Regions from separate parts of the Mus musculus genome. Here region 1 is linked to region 2. Evidence: chromatin contacts called from public HiChIP or PLAC-seq data. All regions are on one chromosome and are shown on one strand. The core of a region is the stretch at or near the end of the contact, and the rest is flanking DNA. Distances in the headings are between cores, read along the strand shown.

What was found. HiChIP or PLAC-seq counts read pairs in DNA pulled down with a chosen protein or histone mark.
Region 1: a contact with region 2 is called in an H3K27ac HiChIP or PLAC-seq map of embryonic stem cells, with 2.2 times the contacts expected there. The contact joins two enhancer-like sites. A contact is called at or near these places in 1 of 15 datasets of contacts at CTCF or cohesin (the NIH/3T3 cell line) and 8 of 115 datasets of contacts at active chromatin or transcription factors (astrocytes, embryonic stem cells and epiblast stem cells).

The regions. Positions count from the first base shown.
Region 1 is chr8:4,583,711-4,590,896 of GRCm38.p6, reverse strand. No RefSeq gene overlaps it. Among named protein-coding and RNA genes, the nearest start is that of Zfp958, 26 kb to the left of the region's middle. Within about 2 kb of position 4,401, at least 28 of the 459 cell types and tissues checked have an H3K27ac peak or open chromatin away from gene starts, as enhancers often do. A contact at or near this core is called in embryonic stem cells and epiblast stem cells, where this site is marked.
Region 2 is chr8:4,432,520-4,438,930 of GRCm38.p6, reverse strand. No RefSeq gene overlaps it. Among named protein-coding and RNA genes, the nearest start is that of Cers4, 58 kb to the left of the region's middle. Within about 2 kb of position 2,735, at least 3 of the 459 cell types and tissues checked have an H3K27ac peak or open chromatin away from gene starts, as enhancers often do. A contact at or near this core is called in embryonic stem cells and epiblast stem cells, where this site is marked.

The DNA of each region.
Region 1 (7,186 bases), core at 3,152-5,651, 150 kb before region 2:
ATAAAGGTTCCAATAGCAGAAGAAGTAGAAGATTAATTTGAAAAAACAAACAAACAAATCATGAACACATCAATGAAATTCAACTTAATTGTAAGCATTCGTTAGAAAGAAATTGAAACTTTATATGCTCCAGTACAGGGGAATGCCAGGGCCAAAAAGTGGGAGTGGGTGGGTAGGGGAGTTGGGGGGAGGGTATGGGGGACTTTTGGGATAGCATTGGAAATGTAAATGAGGAAAATACCTAATAAAAATATTTAAAAAAAGAAAGATCTTAACAAAGCTGCAAAAAAAGAAAGAAATTGAAGCAATATTTAAATGCCACAATGGAAATTTATATTTTATAATGATATAATACATTTATACCAATAACCTGTGTGTAGCGTAGAAAGCTGAAAGGTTACAGAATAACAGGCTTTTTTCAGTGTCAACAATAGAGAATTCGAGATTCTTCGAAATATGCCTTAAACATATATCACAACCTCCCTAGAATCCCCACTGTCAAACATGCTTCTAAGTGCAAGAAAGTGTTTTTGAAGGCTGAGAGATGTAATTAGTGTGAACTGCCTACCTAGTATGTGAAAGACTCTAGCTTCTATCCTCAGTGCCACAGAGGAAAACAAGCATCTATATTCTTGAGCCACCTTATCCTTTTTATGTGCCTACGAACCTCATTAATTCAAAGACACTCTTTGTGAGGGCTATTCCTGGTTGTCATCTTGACTACATCTGGAATAAAGTACAATCCAGAAATGGAGGGCACACCAGTGATCCAGATCTTGAGGCTGAAAGACACAGACTTCTGGCCCAGATCTTTTAGTAGTAGTAGTAGTAGTAGTAGTAGTAGTAGTAGTAGTAGTAATTTTTTTACACTCCGTATTTTATTCCCTACCCCCACCCTATCCCCCGAATCTACCCTCTAGCGACTGTTCCACATCCCATACCTCCTCCCACCTACCTGTCTCCACATCGTTGTACCCACACCCCACTCCACCTGACCTTTAAACTCCCTGGGATCTCCAGTTTCTTGAGGGTTAGGTGCAGCATCTCTGAATGAACACAGACCCAGAAGTTCTGTACTGTATGTGTGTGTTGGGGGCCTCATACCAGCTGGTGTATGCTGCCTGTTTGGTGGTCCAATGTTTGAGAGATCTTAGGAATCCAGATTAATTGAGACTGCTGGTCCTCCTTCAGGATAGCCCTTCTCAGCATCTTTCAGCCTCCCCTAATTCAGCAACAGGGATCAGCTGCGTCTGTCCATTGGTTGGGTGCAAATAACTGTATCTGACTCTTCAGCTGCTTGTTGGGTCTTTCGGAAGGCAGACATGGTAGGTACCTTTTTGTGAATGCTCCATAGCCTCAGTAATAGTGTCAGGCCTTGGGACCTCCTGTTTGAGCTGGATCCCACTTTGGGCCTTTCACTGGACTTTTTTTTTTTTTTTTTTCCCAGATCTTGACATGGAGATCTTGAGGCAGAGTGACCATGAAAAGCTTAGACCTAGGCAAGTTAGTATCTGCCTTTAATCCCAGGAGATTGAGGCAAGAAGATGTCTGAGTTCAAGGCCAGCCTGAGACAAAGCAAGTTCCAGATCCAGGCATGATTGTACACAGTTTTAAACTAGGCCACACTTTCTGCTGGAGGTCTATATAAAGGCATTGGAAGGAGAAAGACTTTTCTATTGCTTGCACATCTGTTGGACCAGATAAAACAACTACCTTCGTGGGACTGAGCAACCGCTAGATTTTTGGACTTCCTGTTCACACCTGCCCATTTTTTGGGTTAGTTGAACCAAATCAAGTCAATACAATAAATTCCCTTAATACATAGAGACATTCCATAATTTCTGTGACTCTAGAGAACCCTAACTAATTGCAGTGTTCTTGCTTGATCCACTTGAGAGTTCTGCAGTAATCCAGACCTGCTCCCTGGGAAAGGGTCTGTGCAGTGAGTGACTGGGGTCCAGCCTTACAAGGGATGTTAGGCCTTCAACACAGTGGGCCAAGCAGTTCTTGGCCACATAGGGACTGCTCCTCTCATCCTCCTCTCTACCTGACACAATCGACTTTGAAATTGGGTTGAGTAATCTTTCCCAGCTGCCACCTAAGTACTAGTTCTTCTTTTGGGTCCAGGATCCAAAAGGCCCATTCCAGAACAGAGTCTCTGTTGGGTGGGGGTGGATCTTAAGAGACATCCTTTGCCAGACTACCACAATTCCCACTGGGCGACCCCAGGCACAGGCGGGGAAAATGAACACAGAGAGACCTAAAATCGATCTCCAGATGCCCCAGGGGTGCCTGCTGCAAAAATTTATCCAAACTGAAAATTTCTCAGACCTGGTGCCCCAAACGCTGGATTTTTCCTTTGTTCTGCGGCCTGGCCACAGTAACTAGTCCAAATGACCACTAGAGGGCACTGTAGAATTTAGCATCCTGTGTGATCCTGAAATTTTCTGCCTCTTTTCTGGCAAGTGGCCTGAACTCTTTAAGTCTGGGTTTGGGGGAACTTCACTCTCATCCCTCCCTCTGTGGCTACAGTTCAGGTCTTACTAGCAAGGATGATCACAATGGCAGACCCTTGCCTCCAAGGCCTCAGACCACAAACCTGAGCGAGTCCCCTGCCTTGACAGAGCCTTGCTTACCTCTCCCCGTGTTCCTGTTGCAGCTGCAGAGGTATGGATGGATCACTTATCTGTGAATTGGCTTCCAAGCTCTAGAGTCCGACTCTTTAGCCCACTGTGTCTTCCACACGTCTCTGGTTCTCACTGCCTGTCTAATTGGACTGCACTATTCGCTTTCTGAGTCCAGCCCAAACCAAGGTAAGCATTCTCTCTTCCTTCATGGACTCAGATTTTATTACAACAGCTTGGCCTCATTTAAAAGCTACAAATTAGTACACCTGATTTCCAAATTCTCACTACCACAGACAAATGACTTCCAAATATCTTATACCTAAACTTGCTCTGTTCTGTGCTCTCCAAGTCTCTTTTCTCTATGCTGTACTTCCCCACTCTTACAAATCTTGTGTACCTGATTTCTTTGCACTCTGCCCTCAAAATAGAACACAAAAAGAAAGAGAGATTATTGAGATTAGATAAACTCTTTACCTAAAGATTAATAAGTTGCTCATTGGGTATAGTTTAAAATCTATACAATGTGCAACAAGATTTGACTTTAAACATATGTAGTGGCTATTCCTGGTTGTCAACTTGTCTATACCTGGAATGAACTACAATCCAGATCTTGAGGCCGGAAGACATAAGTTTCTGATCTGGATCTTGGCATGAACATCTTGAGGCATGACAGCCATGAAAAGCTTAGGGCCAAGCAAGGTACTACATATGTTTAATCCCAGGAAACTGAGGCAAGGAGATCTTTGAGTTCAAGATCACCCTGGGACAAAGCAAGTCCCAGATTCAGGCATGGTGATACACACTAATTTGGGCCACATCTTCTGCTAGAGACCATATGGACATTGAATAAAGGAAGTTTTTGTTTTTGTTTTTGTTTTTCGCCTTCTTGCACTTACTTGCCAGCACATCTGTTGAAACCTATTTCTACAGAAGACCAGCTGAAACAGCCAGTCTCGTGGGACTGAGCAACTACTAGATTCTTGGACTTCCCATTCACAGTTGCCCATTATTGGGTTAGACTACAGACTGTAAGTCATTACAGTGCATTTTCTCAATACAGAGAGACATTCCATAAATTCTATGACTCTAGATAACCCTGACTATTACAGAAGTTGGCACCTGGAGAAGGGTATTGCTGTAATAGGTTCGACCATGCTTTTGTTTGGAAGAATGCACGTTTTGGAATTTTGGATTTGGAAAGCAGTAGAATGCTTTAAATGGGGCATAATGGGCTATCCTAGTAGGAATGTGGAAGACTTTGTTACTGAGTATGATTTAAATTGAGTGGACCTGGCTCAAGAAGTTTCAGTGGATAATTCCAATGTGTGGCCTAAAGACTGTGTTTGTGGTATTTTAGTGAAGAATGTGGCTACTTTTTGCCCTTGTCAGAAGAGTCTGCCTGAGGCTAAGGTGAAGAGACTCAGATTAATTGCATTGACAAAGGAAGTCTCAGAAACACCCATCAAAGACTTTGTTCTCTGTAGCTGCCTGCAGCTATATGGTTCCTGAATGGGAGGCTGGAGCTAAAAGGAAGGAAATAAGGAGACAAGACAAGATACTGATCAAGGCCCCAGAGTTTACTTAAGAGTCTGAGTTTATAAAGGGGGAAGGCCCACCCCCCACCAAGCCAGGCTCTTGTTGCTTTGTCCCCAGCCTGTCAGCACTTGTTCCGGAATGTCTTAGGAAGACAGGTTCAGCCTCTCAGCGGGTAGCAGAGTCTTGGAGAGGTGCACAGGTGCCAGAACAATAGACCTATCTAGGTCGGGAGACTCCACCCTAGGTGGTCTAGTCCACAGTGGCAGAACAGGTCTGAGCCAGCCTGCTCAAGGCTCAGGGAAGCTACAGTTCTCTGGTTCAGTTTCATGAAGAGCATTTTAAACACGCAAAGCCAAGTTGAGAAAGAAAAAATAAAATATATGGTTCAAGAATTAAAGGGATACCATGTAGTGAAGTGGAGCTTAATCCTGTGATCAAGGAGATAATGAATTAAGGGAGTGGGACTTTTGGGCAAGATTCTACCCAGCTACCTTTAGATCCAGGCATGGTGGTACACACTCTCAACCCCAGGAGATAAAGATAAACAGATCTCTGAGTTCAAGGCCAGCCTAGCACACAGCAAATTCTCGGTTTAGAAAAGCTTAAATCCAAGCATGATAGACCACACACTATTCCCAGTGTTTAGGAAACAGGCATGCAAATCTCTCGAATTCAAAGTCAGGCTACAGAGCAAGTTCCAGGACAAGCAAGCTTAGACAGTAAAGGAGTTGGAAAAAATGAAAGCTAGTGATAATGTAATAGAACAAGGAGGCCATGTTCCAGCCCCAGCAAGTAGCAGAATTTGGCAAGTTTGTCCATGTGGCTCTGGTTTTAGAGTTCAGAATAGAAAAGACTACTGGGACAATCGATGCTGGTTAGCTGGAGCTAAGAAATTAGTGGTGATTAAGAAGAGACCAGCATCACTGAGGCGAAATCTTCTGGGAAGTATATTCTGAGAGCACAAAGAAGCTGTGTTCCACAGATAGCCAAGGTTGTACCTCGTGCTGCAGCTGTACTTGATAATGTGTAAGTCACCCAGGTGGTACTGGTTTTGAAGGCATAAAGGTGTCATGGAGAGTAGCTGAGGCTTGGCACTGTGAGAGGCCATGGAAGGCCATTGGTGAAAGTGCAGCCCTAATTGCAGTTGATGCTCCAGGACTGAAGAGGTCATACAAAGGAGTTGAGGCTTGGCACCATGAAGAGAGCCTTTGAAAGGCTATTGGTGAAGCTTAGTTGCAGTGGAAGAGCACAGTGTATTGGAGATGCCAGGGCCATGGGATGATCACCAAGAACAGCAGCAGCAGTGGAGTGGATCAACATGAGCTTAGAGTGCTACAGATGGCAGAGCTGAAGAAGTGACAAAAGCCCTTTGGGGGAGCCCAGAAAATCATTTATGGATCCCAAACACTGAAACAAGAAGCTGTAACATTGAAGTTGCCTTGGATACCCCAAGATGTTTGATATGCCAGAGCCATGGGCTATCTGCTGAGGAAAGCAGAAAGCTACTAACAGGGAGTGGGACCAGTCCAGTAGAAATTAAAAAAAATAAAAATAAAATAAATAAAAAAATAAAAACTTTGTTGCAATAAACAAAGATGAAAAAGGAGTTGGAGATCTGAAGATCACTTTGACAACATGGAGATGCAGAGTGTGGAGTTTGCTCAGCTGATTTCCTGTCTTTGTTTGGGGATTACAGTTAAGTGATTAGATGAATCTCAGAAGAGACCTTGAACTTTGGACTTTTAACATTGTTGAGACTGCTATAGACAGACTATGGGGACTTTGGAAGTTGGACTAAATGTACTTTTTTATTACACTAGATATGGCCTCCATAGTTTCATGTGTCTGAACAAGCCTATGAGGACCGGGAATGGAATGGAATGGTTTATAGATGCTTGGCTCAGGGAGTGTAACACTAGAATGTGTGCCTTGTTAGAGTAGGTGTGTCACTGTGGGTGTGGGCTTTACAATCTTCATCCTTGCTGCCTGGAAGCTAGTGTTTTGCTAGCAGCCTTCATATGAAGACACAGAACTCTCAGCTCCTCCTGCACCATGCCTGCCTGGATGTTGCCATGCTCCCGCCTTGATGATAATGAACTGAACAACCTGAAAGCCAGCTCCAAGAGAATACTGTCCTTATAAGTGTTGCCTTGGTCATGGTGTCTGTTAACAGCAGTAAAACTCTAAGACTTTTTTTTTTAATTTCCTTAATATCCTTCTCTTTGATTTTGCTAAAATTTGATGTATTACTGATATTAGATGTGGTAGCTGTTAAAGCCTGAAACAAATAGCTATCTAAGGTGTTTATTAACATATCACAGTTGCCAGGTTCTCCCCAGCATCTCTCATTCCCTGCTGGTTAGAGGTATGTCCATACCCCTACCGTAACCTTCTCCAGCATAGGGGCTGAGTTCCCCTGCACCCAGCTGCTTTTCCCTATATTGTCCAGATATTTTGGCCTCACTGGTCCTTTTTACCTTTTTTTTTTTCTTCTTTCACTCTTGGCTGCTTCTTCAGTTTCTCCTCTCTCTTCCTCTCCCTATCCCCCTCTCTCTCTTTCTCCTTTTCCCTCTCCCTCTCCCTCTCTCCTCTCATGGCCTAGCTCAAGCTCAGTTTGGCCATGTTCACTCTGGATTCTCCTAGATGTCTCTGTCTCTGCCTCTGGCTATGCTTTCCCTCATATCTAAATACAACTTCTCCTCTACGATATCTAAGAGCAGTCATGCCCTTTTCTTCTTCTTCTTCTTCTTCTTCTTCTTCTTCTTCTTCTTCTTCTTCTTCTTCTTCTTCTTCTTCTTCTTCTTCTCCTTCTGCTCCTCCTCCTCCTCCTCCTCCTCCTCCTCCTCCTCCTCCTTCTTCTTCTTCTTCTTCTTCTTCTTCTTCTTCTTCTTCTTCTTCTTCTTCTTCTTCTTCTTCTTCTTCTTCTTCTTCTCATTCAGTAGCTTTTGCACATTCCTCTACCAATATCCTTAAAGCTGTTATTACTGTTCATGAGTATTCCTCACAATCATGTAATGATGGAA
Region 2 (6,411 bases), core at 1,486-3,985:
TCATCTTTCTTCCTCTCCACATAAAGTTTTAACATCCTGTTATGAAGCTGTTGTGGTGTTAATAAAGAATTGTAAGATAAAATCATGAAGGTATTTTAGGATAAAAAAGAAGTCTTAAACACCTGTTCCTTGTTTCGAACAGCAGTTAAACTGGTTATTGCAGAACATTGATGTTTGGCCTATTGCATAGCAAACTTTTTAGGTAAAATTGATAATCATTATCCAAAAGATAAGTTGTTAAAAATTGCTTCTATGCATGCTTTTGTGTTTTCTATAAGTTTATGCATGCATGCATCTCATAAAGAATACATCTACTGTATTTAAAAACAGCCCTTCTATGAGAGAGAAGTATATGTGATTGGATCACATGTTTATTCTTTTGAGTTTCCTCCTGCTTCAGCACAGATAATTAAATTGTGTGCTGTCATATATATCAGGACTTACAATTGCTCGAAATTGTTCCTTTTTTTAAAAATACTGCTAATTCTCAAATTTGCAATTGTTTATGCATATACAACTCAAATTAAGAAAAAATATTGTCTCTTTAAACAACTGTCTTTGGACATTTAAGAACTCATCCTGGATTGCCTGAACAAGACCTCTTAAGGCAATACCTCCCCAGATTTATATCCCAGGAAGATTATAGGCCTTACACAAGAATAATTGGCCATATAATCTCATTCTTTACATCATCAAAATAGTAATGGCTTGAGATAATTATTTGGAATTTTTAGAGGATGTGCATGTCAAATTGTAAAGTCTTATTCTCAATGTCCTCAGTTGCTACCTGCTCCACATAATGGTGTTAATTCTTGAGGACTTATACTTAATAGGTTATTGCAAATGGATACTCATATTCCTGATTTTAGAAAAATAAAATATGCACATGTGATTATTGATACTTTTTCAGGCTTTCCAGGTGCAACTGCTCTAACAAGAGAAGCAACTAAAAATGTAACTAGTAATTGCCTATGTTAATTTTTGTTTATACTTGATGTTCCAAATCAGATTAAAACAGATAATGGAACTGGCTATTACAGTCAAGCATTTGAGATGTTTTGTCAACAATTTAATTTTACCCATGTTTCTTAGTCAGGGTTTCTATTCCTGAACAAACATCAAGTTGAGGAGAAAAGGGTTTATTCGGCTTACACTTCCAGACTGCTGTTCATCACCAAGGAAGTCAGGACTGGAACTCAAGCAGGTCAGAAAGCAGGAGTTGATGCAGAGGCCATAGAGAAATATTCTTTGATGGCTTGCTCAGCCTGGTCTCCTGTAAAACCAAGACTACCAGCCCAGAGATGGCATCACCCACAAGGGGACCTCCCCCCTTGATCATTAATTGAGAAAATGCCTTACAGCTAGATCCCTTTGAGGCATTTCCCCAACTGAAGCTCCTTTCTCTGTGATAACTCCAGCCTGTGTCACGTTGACACAAAACTAGCCAGTACACCATGTTACTGTAACTTTTTATAATTTTCAAGGACAAGATATTGTGGAACTTTAAAACTATATCTTCTTTAAAAACAAAAAAGGGAATTATATCCCCGTGCACATTATTTATATCACACTTTTTATTTTTAAAATTTTAAAATTTGAATGCCAAAAAACTCCTTGCTGAGTGTCTATGGAAGGATCCACTTATTGGCATATGGCATGATCCTGATCAGATATTTAATATGGGGAAGAGGACATGTTTGTGTTTCTTCCATAGAATGCTGCAGGAGCATGCTAGCTGCCAGAATGATCTGTGTAATATGCTGACCTGTGAGCTTGCTGAGTGCCCTGACAATGGTGACAGGAAAGCTGTATTGGGTGTATGTTCTTGACTCACCTTTGCTTGCCTGTGTCCCAGATTAGACAAGCTAAGCTGCCTTGCTTCAAGCTTTTTAACCTTGTGGGACAGAGAACATAGAGACTGTGGAAGCTGATTTAGAAAAATTAATCAAAAGGAGGAGTTATAGTGACTCTTCCCTTTCCTTTAATGTGACAGTTATCCTGACTCAGTCATGGACTGACTTAGAAATAAATTCAATATTGGAGATTCCTATTATTATAAAGATAGCTAAAAATCTTTATTAGCCAGCAGATTTAACTTGGGGCATAGCTTCCACTATTTACATTAGAAGTAACAGTTTTTGTGTTGATTCTCAAAGCTACCTCCCCCACTCCAGGAGGCCAGACTTGCGCACGATCATCGCTAATTTGCAACTGAATTGAGTGGCTGGGACATCCCCCAAAACAACCTTAATCCTATTGCTTTCAACTTTCACTTTGTGTTTCAAGCAGGTCAGTTACCTCCATAAAGGCTCACCCTCAGCAAAACCCAGATGGCAGTGATTCATCACTATGAAGAAATACATTGAGCACATATTGTGGTTTTGGTCTGATTAGGAAAAAGGTGTGCAATGAGGGCTGGCAGCCAAAGATGGGCCACTGGGTCTATGGCTTATTTGACCTAAGACAGAGGCATGTGCCAATAGGCTGTGTTTGTTCAAAATAAACACTTTGTTTTATTCTGCAAATAAACACAAACAAGCTGTACATGTGCTCTGAGACGGGTCAGAAAAAGTCCAATTAGATTCAGTCCTAAGACAAGTGCAGCCACCAGTCACCGTAATTCCCAGGCAGAAACATGGTGCATACGTAAAGTTTATACCCCAGTGCAGCTACTTTTAATAAATAAAAAGGGAGGAACTGCGCCCTTTCCCCAGCCTTGACCAGGCTGCTCAGACCTGGCTAGCCACAGTCGCTAGCCCACCTAAGGTGGAGTCTTCCGACCTAGGTAAAGTCTATTGTCCTGCCACATCTGCAGCTTCCTGCAAGAAGCCACTACCTGCTGAGAGGCTGAACTTGTTCTCCTGACATGATACTGACAAAGCAGTGATCCTGACAAAGCAAGGAGATCCTGGTGTGGTGGAGGATGGATACCCTCCATGCCCCCTTTATAAGCTCAGACTCCTAAGTAAACATTTGCCTTGATCAGAAAACTTTGTCTTGGCTTATTACTTCTCTCGCAACCTTTCTCATCCAGAACCCCTTTTTTCCTTTCAGGAACCCAGTAACCCGTGGCCACTGGCAGCTACACAGCTTAGACCATTCCTATGATGAGAATCTTCCTGCCTCAGCCTCCTCAGTGCTGAGATTACAGATATTGAAGAGGTCAGCTCAGCTGTTAGAAAACTCCACTGGACCTCTCCCCTCCTGGAAGTGAAAGGTCATAAAGAACATAGGCACCCCTCCCCTCCAGAAGAGAGAGGCTAATTACATTCCTCAGACCACAGGGAGGACAGACTGACCACCATCATAGACACATTATGAGACCATTGGCCACCCACCTCATTTGCCACAGACCAGGCTCAGTCGGTCCCCCTCAATCCATGGGAATTAGGAGTTCCAGCAGGTGGGCATGGAGTTGTCGAGAAATGACAAATGGACACAGACACAAGGGAGTGCTGTATCTGGATGTAATTTTTCACAGAGGGAACACCAGGCTTATATAATACAGAAAACAAAGGAGTAGGGTGTCACAGCAGGCAAGGTACATTAAAGTATCTGACACAAAACAGAGGAATGTCTTCAAAGTACTGACAGGAACCAGGTAATGTTTACAGTAAAGATAAAACAGCTCTGCCTAGAGTCAGCTAATGGCAGGTAAGGATTTCACACCCTAGTCACAATTTATGCTATCCCTTTGAGCCTTGTGAAAGCTAGCACCAGGGGGTTCTGCTCTAGCAGACCTTATCATGAATAATGCAATACCACAACCCCCCTTTTCCTAGGCCTTGGTAAATACTTGCATATGAGAGTAATTTGGCTGTACCTGTAGGGAATCTCCATTTGTCAAAAGAATTCACCAACTTTCTTCTAATATACAATGTAGTCTGCTATACCTGGCTGTAGTGAAGATTCTAAGTATACTTTGCTAAGCTTGCCCTGAGATTTCTAACTCTTATCCAGTAAAATACTGCAAGAAAGCATGCAAGACCCTCCACAATATAGCTGGGACAAATCTGGGGCATTCAAGCTATGGGAATGCCAAGGTTCCAGGAGGCTAAGTTTCCTTGAAACTCTTTGCCTCATGACTGCTTCCAGGCTTTTAGGCCTGCCAAGCGAATCACTACTGGAGTGGATGTAGTACTCATTCCCTATAGACCAATCGGTTTAAAAGTCACACTGTTCTGCCAGTCATATTGTGCCTAATGGCGGTGGCCCGGAGAACTGTATAATGGCTCACTGGGTGGGTTGCACAGGGTCACTCTCTCCCTATGTGCAGGGTGACCTCAGCATGGTGGATTAAATAAAATTCCTCTTGCTTTTGCATTGATTCCGGCTCTACTCGGTTCACTCAGGGGGTCCCAGGTAACCTAAGGCTCGACAGAGACTTATATACCACCCAGGCCTAGTCTATCCATTTCAAGTGAAATTAAGCACATTCATAATGTTGTGTAGCCATTGCCATCTGAAAAACTTTCTCCAAGCAAAATGTCTCTCATTGCTAAATCCTAATTACCCTTCTGTATAAGGTGCAACCTCAATTCTATTCTCTGCTTCTATGAATGTGCCTATTCTCTGTATTTCATTACAACAAACTTTTACTTCTTTAAGCTGCAAGGTTAGAAGTTAGACATTATTATTTTGTGGTTCATGGGTCAGAATTTAGGGTCCTGTACATGTTAGGCAAGCACATCCAGCTAAGTCATACCCTAGCCTCTCACTGGGGGATTCTAGACAGGAGTTCTACCCCTGAGCCACACATACACCCATCTCTCATTCAGGGTTCCAGGCAAGGGCTCTATACCTGAGCCATACCCTCATCCCTGAAATAATTTGTTTTCACATCTGTATATCTAATTTCCCCAGCATAATCTGTAACAGAATTTCCTCTCTTATTGAATCACTTTTGCTCCTTTGGCATAAATGAATTGACATGTGTGTGTGTCTGTTTCTGGGGAAATCTTCTCTGCTTTATTCATCTAAGTGTGTGTTTTCTTGTCAATGTCATGCTGATTTATTTTCTGACATAGGGGGGTGGTTTTGTTTCTTCTTTTTGTAGCTGTTCTGGTAAGTGTCTTTGTCAGCTTGATACAAGCTAGAGTCATCTGGGAAGAGAGAACCTCCTATGAGAAAATGACCCCATTAAATTGCCCATAGGCAAGACTTTGGGGCATTTTCTTAATTGATCAAACCAGTAAGCAGTGCTCCTCCCTGATCTCTGCTTCAGCTCCTGTTTCCAGGTTTCTTCCTTAAACTAATGGCCTGGCCTCCCTTCATTATAAACTGTTAATCCAATTGTACTGGCTGTTTTGTGTGTCAATATAAGCTGGAGTAGTCAGAGGGAAAGGAGCCTCAGTTGAGCAAATGCCTCCATGAAATCCAGCGATAATATGTTTTTCCAATTAGTGATTAATGGGGGAGGGCCCAACCCACTGTGGGTAGTGCCATGCCTGAACTGCTTTCTACAAGAAAGCAGGTGAGAGGATTAGTCAAACTGACTCCGTGACAGGCTTCAAATTGGCAGTTCAGGAAACTGGGCCTAAGTTTCTGTTTCCCAGAACTGGGCAAGTCTCCACAAATCAGCTACTGGAAACAAACACAGGCCAAGGCAGCCAATCAGAAGCTGCCCAACCTCCTGGCCTGAGGCAAAAGCAGTAAGTCAGCAACAGTTTCCAACCCCCAACCCAAAACAGTCTCTGGGCACCCCCAGCAATGGTTCTGGAATGTCCTCAGAGCCCTAGCCAAACACAAAGATACCCATACACTTAGAGACTGAGTTAACCAATCAACATAAAGGTCACCTAACCCTCCCTGGAATTCCCATAATCTGCTTTAAATTGAGCCTTCAAGCTTACCTGGGTGTCTCCATCTTGGTAAATATAGACCCCTTCATGCTGGACTTCTGCAAAATAAAACACTCTTTGCTTTTGCATGCTATTTGAGTCTGGGGTATCATTCTTTGGTGAATCACAGACCCTTACATTTGGAGGCTTGTCCGGGATTCACTAAAGACCCCTAACCCAGCTGGGCGTGGCGGCGCACGCCCTTAATCCCAGCGCTCAGGAGGCAGAGGCAGGCGGATTTCTGAGTTCAAGGCCAGACTGGTCTACAAAGTGAGTTCCAGGACAGTCAAGGCTATACAGAGAAACCCTGTCTTGAAAAACAAAACAAACAAACAAACAAAAACCAAACCTAAAAAAAGACCCCTGACCCAAATAATTGAGTTTTTCCAATCAGTAAGTTTGGGTGAAGTCCTCCTTCTGTTCCTGCCCCTGCCACCACTTCCTCTGCCAAGTTGAGTTCTTTTCCTCTGGCAAAGAAAGGAGAAGCTCCTTACTGACTCCCCTGACTCAACTTGGAGTCCACATCACACTCAAGCTCATACTTCCCAGAGAGTTGACTTACCCTCCAGGC